Linked DNA regions of Anser cygnoides: region 2 is linked to region 1. Evidence: chromatin contacts called from public Hi-C data. All regions are on one chromosome and are shown on one strand. Each heading gives the region's core, a stretch centred on a gene start, on an enhancer-like site or on the middle of the called end of the contact. The rest is flanking DNA. Distances are from core to core; before and after follow the strand shown. Region 1 holds the start of WASHC1 (WASH complex subunit 1). Region 2 holds the start of SLC6A12 (solute carrier family 6 member 12).

Region 1 (4,187 bases), core at 238-2,737:
ACCTCTTGCTTTCTCTTGAATTTTATAAATGCACTGAATTGGATTTTTATCTGAGCAGCAGAAAGCATTTCGAGGGCTTTCCGTCAGCAATATATAAATAAAAATGGATCAGAATAGATTGGATTGTTCCTTCTTACATCCGCTTCTCTATTTTGTTTTTGACAGGTCCCGACACCCACACACATGCTCCTTGCTCAGACTCCACTAGATCTCCTTTTTTGTCTGCTTGGAGTTTTTGGCAGAATTTTGCATTCCCTATAACCTCCTTCTCTTACAGAGAGTTTTCAAAGCTCTTAGCCGGTTTCTTAGCTCTTAGGCCTTGTGCCCTCACGCTCTCCACGCTGATGGGCCGTGCCAGCCCCATCACTAAAACATCACAGGGGCAAGCACTGTGCCCTCCTGCAGGCTCTGCAAGGGGCAAGCTGCTGCCGCCACCGGCTGCTGACTGCCTTTGGAGGTCCGTGTGTCTGACAGCGCTCCTCTGCTTCAGCCTGCAGCAAGCATTTCTGACTGCGCTTCCCCCTGCAAAGAAGCGGGACCAAGCCAGAAACCTGCACCAGGTAATTTAAGTAATGGATTTACCATTTTTCGAGTTGAATATACATGAGCGGATCCTGGTTTCTTCAAATGTGCCCACTGTTTTAAGAGGCTTGCCCTTTTTTTTTTTCTTTGAGCATTGTTTTTAATGCTATGTATCAGTCACAAATGTTCCCTGTGTGCATTCAGAAGCTGGTATTTGCTATTCAAATAGTGCTAAGTTTCAACTGTTTGAGTAAGCTTCCAAGAAGTGTTTCTGATCCTGAAGTGGGTGAGCATGCAAATACCTCCATCACATGCAGCATATACCCCTTCAAACCATGGTTGGAATATTTACCGATGCAGGATTGAAATCCACTTGCTATGAGTATTTGTGCTGCTCGCTTGAATGTACACATAAAGGGGAGTATAAAAGGGACACTGGAACAGACTAGGAGAACGTACTTACGAAAAAAATAACTTTATTTTATACAGTCAAAACTTAAATTGCCCTACGCCAAACACAAGCACTGCAGAACAAGCAAGCAGTTGTACGAGTCAGATTCCCCCTCTGTTTGCTGTGCTTCGCGGCAGGTACGTGGAAGCAGACACGCGGCCAGGCACAGCAGGCGCACCCGTGGGGTTCCCCCTCACACCGTGACTGCAGCGCGCGGGCAGGGAGCGGGCTGAGGGCCGAGCCACCGCCCCGCTCGTCCCAGCCGGGCACCGAACCCCCGCGCTGTGAGGGCAGCCATTAGGGGAGGCGAGCTGCAGGCTCACAGCGCCCAGCGGAGCTCTGAGGGGCTCCGCCAGCTCCCCAGCGAGGGCTGGTGGCTGTGCTGGGGGCACGGCGAGGGGCTGAGGCGGGGCAGGGCACGCGACAGCGGGCACCGGGAAGGCCCCAGGTGCCCCGAACATGGCGGACGCCCCCTCCCCCTCGGGGTGCCAAGAGCCTCGCGCCCCTCGCCCCACCCTCCGCGCGCGCATGCGCGTAACCCCGCCTCGGCGTCAGCTCGCAGCGGCGGGGGGAAATGTCCGGAGCCGGGCGGAAGTGACGCGAGAGTAGGGGCGGAAGCGGGGCAGTGTCGCCGGGGTGTGGCCGGCTGGCGGCAGGTGAGGGGAGCGCGGAGCGGCGCCGCCGGGCTGCGGGGGGCGGGGCCGGGCCCTTCTCCTCCCTCCCCCTCCCCCTCCCCCTGGCGGCGGTGACCGTTAACGGCCGCCCGTTAACGGCGGGGGGCGGCGATGGGCGGCGATGGGGGTGTTTGTGACAGGAGTTGGGCTTGGTCCTTCAGAGCTGAGCTGTGGCGCGGGCTGGGAGCCCTCGGTGGGGCATGGCACGGGGAAAGGCACGGTGGCGGCCGTGTGAGGGGCTCCTGGGGTCAGCACGCAGCTTCTGGGCTCCTGCCCTGGGGCCGAGCTGCCCCGGAGGGACAGAGCTAGGTGCCGTGGCCTGCAGGGAGAAGAGAAAAAGAGTAAAAAGTCACCTGAGATAGAGGGTTGGAGGGCTCTGGGATGTGGGTTAAGCAATTCCTACTCAGAAAGTTAGCTAATGGCTTGTGGCAGGGTTGTGGGGTTTTCTGCCTCATTCCGAGTACCAAATGTTTATGTTATTAGCTAGGTCAACGAACGCCACAGACTATAGAACACGAGGCTTCTAGTCCAACAGGGCATCAGCGCAGTTTGCTGTCTGGAGTACTGCCAGATCTGTTTAACTACGTGTGGCCTTTAAATTGCATAAGGGCAACATTCCCCACTCTCAACCCGGTAGCTGTGGTGATGTAATTATTTGTTAAATAAAGCCGTGTTGTCACTGCTTGCAAGTGAACCCAAATGCTGCTGTGATAAATGCGTTTACTGTATTAATTTTTCTATGTTCAAAATAAAGTATGAGTCAGCCAGCAGTAAAAAGACCACGGGGCTGTTAGACCGGGCTGCGCATACAAAGGAAGGCTGCTGATGGACATAAGGAACATCGTGAATCCACATCCAGCACTGATGAGCATTGTTGGTATTTATTTTAGTACTGAACAGAAGCCCTGTTGTGATGGGGTTTTCCCCATTTTTTTATGATGTGGTTTAAATGTGGAGTGGTTGGGAAGCACCTGGATTTTCCTAGAGGCTTCTCACCCTGGGGAGAGGAGGCTAATTCTTGACCCTGCTCACTTCCAGCCTCGCTTCCAACGAGGAGTGTGGGATGGTGCCAGCTGTGGTAGTGACATTTCACGTGATTCAGGCAAATGTCAGCGAGGAGTTGGCCAGAGATGACCTATTTAGTTCAGTTGGGTTGCGCAGTGGGTGTTGCTGGCAGCGTTTTGCAGACCGTATTGACCTATCCTGGAACAGATGAGGTAGAAGCTGAAACTGTCCCTATTTCGTGCCAGTTCTCTGAAGAAGGAGAACTTCCTTGAGCCATGAAAAGAAATGGAGTGGATGGTGCTGCTCTTGCCAGGGGCAAGGGCTGGAGGCAAGCTGACTTTGGCATGTCCTTGTAGAGGCTTTCTGCGTTTTGCCTGTGCTGGGAGTCAGAGGTGCTCCAGTCAACTGTCCACTAGGCTTTCTTTTGGGAAGGTTGGCAGGGGGCTGACAAGCTCTCCTGCTATTTAATTAAGTCTGTCTTGTCTGAGCAGCAAAGCTGGGATGTAAAAGCTGCCCAATACACCTCTTTATTCCTGAAACGCTTTGGTTGGGGGAAATCACCATGCCTCCAGAGCCCTCAGGCGGAAAAATGCCTGAAGCATTCCCAGAGCAGCACAGCCTGTTCTGCTCGTGTGTCCTTCTTCTATCACTCTGGATATCTAAACTGAGTTTTTAATCTTCATTCCTTCAGATAAAAAGTGCTGTTCTTTTCTCTCAATTCTGGAGTTCGTTGGCAAGAAAACTGACAGCAGATAATCTCTGGGAATTACTCTGCAGCCTGGCTTCTGGGTTTTGGTAATACCAGGTAACTGTAGTCAATGCATGCTCAGCCTGAGTGGTGAAAGAGAAGGGTAGAAATTGAGGGCTGGGGTGAAACAGTACTGAGATAAGCCTGGAAGCAAAGCAGATTATTATTATTATTTTTAAGATTAAAGATAGTGTGCAGAGGAAGAGGAAGATTATGTCTGAAATTGTGATATTTCCCGTGGCCGTGGTGTATGAGCTTGAAGAGAATCATTTTTATCACTCAAAAAGCAATTTCTGCAACTAATCAGCTCTGCTCGGACCCCTTCACAAGATAACCTTTGTCGGAAAATAGTCCATCCAGCAGTTTGTTCAGCGGGTTATTGATTTTCCAGGTGGTTCTTCTGACCCAGCTTTTTGTCAGCTCTGGTCATCCAGGCCACCTTGTAGGGATATTCCTTCTAGCAAACAAAACCAGGCTTGATTCCTTTCAGTGAGTGAGTGACTTCCCCTCCTGCCATCTCGCAGAAATGCAAGTATTCCCTTTGCTTCTGAATGTATAAACCAGGCTGGAACTGGTGTACTGAGTTTGCTTTGATTTGGCAGTTGCTTTCAGTAAATATCTCAGGATCTGTGCTAACACAGTGCATATGGGGTCTGAGTGCTGTAAAACTCCAGAACTTTGGGTACTGAAAGTGAAGGGGGGGAAAAAAATAACAATAATAATAACATTGCTAGTTAGGGTTTGAGGGGGCAAGATATGTTAGTGGTTAGGGCTGCAGCGAAGTTCT
Region 2 (4,615 bases), core at 604-3,103, 210 kb before region 1:
GAAGAAGGGAGGTGAGGGTGCACGGCCAGCCGGCAGGCAGTGAGCAGGGTGGGAAGGAGACCTTTGCTGGGGTGCAGGATGTGTCCTCTGCCCTTGACCATGGTGGAGGAGGAAGATGTGACCTGGAGAGACCCATTTGCCGTGCCAGCTGCCTTCCTTGGAGGTCCCAGGTGTGGAGACCCGTCACAGCAGTGCAGCCCAGACTACCTGGCTGGGGTTGGGGCTGCCAGCAAACATGGCAACAAGTGGCCAGGGAGCCTGTCACCCTTCCCTTGTCCTCTCCTGGGCTTGTACCCCCACAGCCAAGCTGGTCAGAAGGCGATTTCTTCTCTTTGATCTGGGCTGTGACACCAGGGCAAGTCCTCAAGCGGAGGCTGCCGTGGTGGGATGTGGTTGCCCCACATCCATATCAGGGTTTAAAAACATGATGAATTATAGCCTAGGGGGAAACTCCGAGTGTTTGTAACTTCTGGTACTCTCTGGGATGAGAAGTAGAAATAGCAGACTTTTTTTTTCCTTTTTTTTTCTGAGGAAGAATGATTTTCACCCATTGATGGTTAACATTTTCATTTATGTTGGCTTTCTTCTTCTTTTGCCTGAATGCCGCAGGTCATTCCCATCTACAGCTTGCAAAAAGCTGCAATGTTCTTGTGAAATATGTCAGAGTGATAAATCAGGTTTTCAGGTCAGCCCTGCTTACCTAGGCTTATCTCAATCCCCTCTTCATATCAGGATAACCTCTCCCACCCCTCTTCCCAGCTGCCCTGGCTGCCACCAGTGCTCTGCGGCAGGAGGGGCAGTGGCACCATCCTTCATCAATAGGGACCAGGGCAGTCCCAATCCACTCAAACAGCCCAAGTGGGAGGTGGAAATTGAAACATGGCATGTCTGGAAAGTTTAGCCCCAGAGACAGGGACATGCCATCTTTCTTTGTCTTCATGTGAGGCTTCAGGAAGAGGCTCCACATGCCCCAGCAGGACTGTGGCCTCAGGGCTGGGCCTAGGATGGCTCCAAGGCCCCATCCCTGGGGACATCCCCCGGTGCTCGCCCTGAACCCTCCGCATGCTCCCCAGCAGCATGGGCTCAGAGACCGGAGCAGAAGGGGAGGTTTTTCCCTCACAGCCCCCAGTGCGGGGCTGGGCCCTTTGTCCCGAGGATCCTGCCAGGCACGAGGGTGGCTCCCATAGTGCTTCCTGCGTGTCTCTGGCACGTTATGTCCCTGGGGCAATCCAGCATTGCTCCAATACGATGTGATTCACTGACTTTTGGCACCTAGGGAGGGTTTTGTTGAGAGACAAGATGACAAACAACCTCTGCGGAAAAGGGAGGCATGTAAACCCACTGCCTCCACCTCCATGGTGGCGAGGGCTGCTGTCAGCTCTCAGGTGACCAGAGGATATTCATCTGGTGAGTGCTGACACTGGTGAGAAGACCGGATCATGTGGTGGACATGTCCTATCTTCGATCCCACATGCTGCTCCGATTTGACCGTGTGGGTACACGAGAAAGTCAATAGGAATTTGGCAGGCACGTTTGCAGGCAAACCGACAGACAAAACAGCAGCCGCCATTAAAAAACTTACCGAGCTGAACTGCCCTGAGAAAAGCAGCAAACCCAGAGTGCCTGCTGCTGGCATTGCTCACGAGAAGCACTGAGATGGATGCCGAGCCGGGGTCCTGCCACGGGGTCTGCTGGGGCACCGCACCCTGCTGCCACCTCTCCAAGGCCCCAGAGCCACCCGCTGGTGGCTGCGGCTGATCTTTGCGAACCTGGGGCCTTTGCCCTGCCCGACCACGGCCGCTTTCTATTCTTGCTTTCCTGTCGGGGCCGCAGTTCAAGGTCTGGAGAGGCGTATGTGGTAAGGGAGCTGGGGAGAAAGTTCTCCCTCCCCGATGCACCTCCCTTGCTACCGCCCTGCCACCCACCTGCGAGCAGGGTGACAGCGTGCTGGGGGAGTTGGTGGAAGGGGAGGGACGGGAGGAGGAGAGAGGGGAGTCCGTGCCTTAACTCTTGCTGTATCTCGTTGGCTCCCGGTGGATTCCCTGCCTGGACTCCGGTGGGACGGGACGGGCTTGCCCGGCAGAGCTCGCCGGGTGCAGGTGAGCTGGGCATTTGCTCGCAGAGCAGGTCTGGTGGCTGTGCACGCCTTGTCGGCAGTGCCAGTGTCTTTGGTCCTCCCACAGGCAGCTGCCTGCTGTGTGCTGGGGAATGGGCCAGCAACCCTGCCGGGGGAGAGCTTCCAGTGCCACGCAAAGGGAGAGAGGGCTGGAGGACGGCGAGGAATAATCAGCTTGGAACAGCCCAGGGGAGAGGCTGATCCTTAATGTCTCCTGTAGGACAAAACGGGCAGCAGTGCCGCCGGGGGCTGCCAAGAAGCTGTGGAGCATGGGGATGCCTGAAGGATGGGCAAGTGGCACTGGAGGCTGCAGCAGAGCAAGCGGAGTCCTAAGACAGGTTGAGAAGAGAGGGGAGCAGAGAGAGATGGGGATGGAGGGCAGCGATGGCTAGGTGGTGGTAAATATGCGAGGAAAGGTGCTAGGGCAAGCAGGAGGCAGAGATGCCCTCTCCCCCCATGCTGCCCAGCAGAGATGCTGGCCCTGTGCTGGCACATGGATTTGGGGCTGCGGTTCCAGGAGGTGTGTTCAGTAGTGTGCTGCTTGTTCTTCCTGCTCAGGGTGTCCCCACATCTGTTCCTGGTTAGGGGTGAAGAAAGGGAGGGCATGGAGAAGGCACAGTCTGTGCATGTGCTAAACTCTGGGCATCGGAGGGTGCGTTTGTGAACAAACCCAGGCAGATCGCATGGGGGTTTCATAATGCCTGATCTACATCTCCTTAAATCAACAGTGCTTTTAAAGTAATCACAGCTAATCAGGGCTTTCATCCAATGTCATTTGAAATGTTATTGCCCCACTTCTTCCTCTTTGACAGCCGCTGATACGAGAGGCTGAACCTTGGACCTGACCTCTGCAGCTCTGCAAGAGCCCAGCATTGCTGGACTCATGGGCGCAGATACGGTCCTTGCTGAGGGCTGGCTAATGAACCCCTGGCCTTCTCCCTGCCTGCCAGTGCTCCTGGGCAGGGCACCAAGCCCACAGGAAAGGTGTGGTGCCCTGCGGTGGAGAGCAGGCACATCTCCTCTTGCAGGCATAGGATGCAGTGGGTGGGTGGGATGCACGTGCACATGCGCTGTTGCAGGCACTGCAGGCAGGGGTGCACAGAGCCCTTACAGTCATAGACAGCAACCTCCTCTCTGCCTGCCCTGATTTTGTGTGTTGTGTCTGCCCTGTGTCTACGCAGGGTCTGCAAGGCTCAGATTTTAGGTGCTGCAGAGGTTAGGGTTTTCATGCACACCTGTGTGCTCCCTGAATTTTGCAGCCCCAGTGGGGTGGCTGCAGGGCTCCATTTCCACTGCCCAGGACTCTGTCCTGTCCCCATGGTGTCCCCCCAGCCTGCACAACAGTCACTGCCCCCTGCCCTGGGCCTGCTGTGGTTGCATACTATGGGGTCTTGTGCTACAGGGCAGTGGGGATGGCCAAGGTATAAGATGAACAAAGGTCTCAGGTGTATTTGATTCAGTGTGAAGGCAGCGAATGGTTTCTGAACATGTTTACATCCTATTTATGGACTTCATCGGTTAGTCTTGATTTTTTTCTAGGCTAAGTACAAAACAACCTCTATATCTGTCCTCTACAGCAGGGACAGTGAACCATGGGCACAGGAGACTGAGCCAGCAGGGAGAACAACAGCCTATGCTGCTTTTAGCAAGGGATGGGATGCTGGCAACAGGAAGGTCCAGCCTCTGCTAGGTGCTTGGCAGGCTCTCCTGCTCTGGTAACAGAGGGCTGGGCAGGAGCCATTTTGTCCCTCCTGAGCCGGGGCTGTGCGCTGTGAAGGACGATGCTCGTACTCCTTGCAGCTTGCATCACAGATGTACGTGTTTTTAGCATACCCGCAGTCACTCCTTATCTCACTCTTGCTGGTGTCAGTAAGCAGCAAACTCACCAACTGCAGGAGCATGGCCCTGATTTCACATTGGAGGAAATGCAAGCAGGGTCTGATCCTCGTGGCAGCCTCCCGTGCCCCGTGAACCTTGCTGAACAGATGCTTTGAGAATGCCCTGTAGCCCACGCAACCTGCAAGTTAATTAAAAGGTGTAAAGAAGTCAGCTAGCTTTCAACAGCTCGAAAAGGAAGGCATTTTAATTTTGACTGCTGTCCTGGAGCTGATCAGTTTTTCTCTTGCTACACCTTTCCTTGCCCTTCTCCTTCTTGCAGCTGCAGTGAGCAGCGCTCCAGCAATGTTTGGGTTTGGGAGCAGCTGTCCCTATTCATGTCGCTGCTCTCAGACTGTCTGGGAGGCACTTACTCCTACTGCTAATATTTTCCTGTCCATCTTGCAGATATGACCTACTCCAGCGGCAGCCCTCTTGCACTAATCCAGCTGGGTTTGTTCCCTCAGCTGTGCCCTGGCTCTGCTGCTCCTCACAGAGCCCTGACTTTCTGTCCCTGCTCCCTCCTCCTGCCATCGAAATGCAATGCAGGCTTTCGGCTGCTGACCAACTGCCAGCTCATATCGTGCAACCAGTGAATTTTCTGCGTCTTCCTGCTCCTCCTTG

What was found. A called contact is a pair of places that touch in the nucleus more often than the background predicts.
Region 2: a contact with region 1 is called in a Hi-C map of liver, with 4 times the contacts expected there. The contact joins the promoter of SLC6A12 here to the promoter of WASHC1 in region 1. A contact is called at or near these places in 2 of 7 Hi-C or Micro-C datasets (both in liver).

The regions. Positions count from the first base shown.
Region 1 is chr1:65,111,064-65,115,250 of Taihu_goose_T2T_genome, reverse strand. WASHC1 (WASH complex subunit 1) reads left to right here and starts at 1,487. Exons shown (of 11, transcript XM_048057996.2): 1 at 1,487-1,629.
Region 2 is chr1:65,317,400-65,322,014 of Taihu_goose_T2T_genome, reverse strand. SLC6A12 (solute carrier family 6 member 12) reads left to right here and starts at 1,853. Exons shown (of 15, transcript XM_048059009.2): 1 at 1,853-2,099.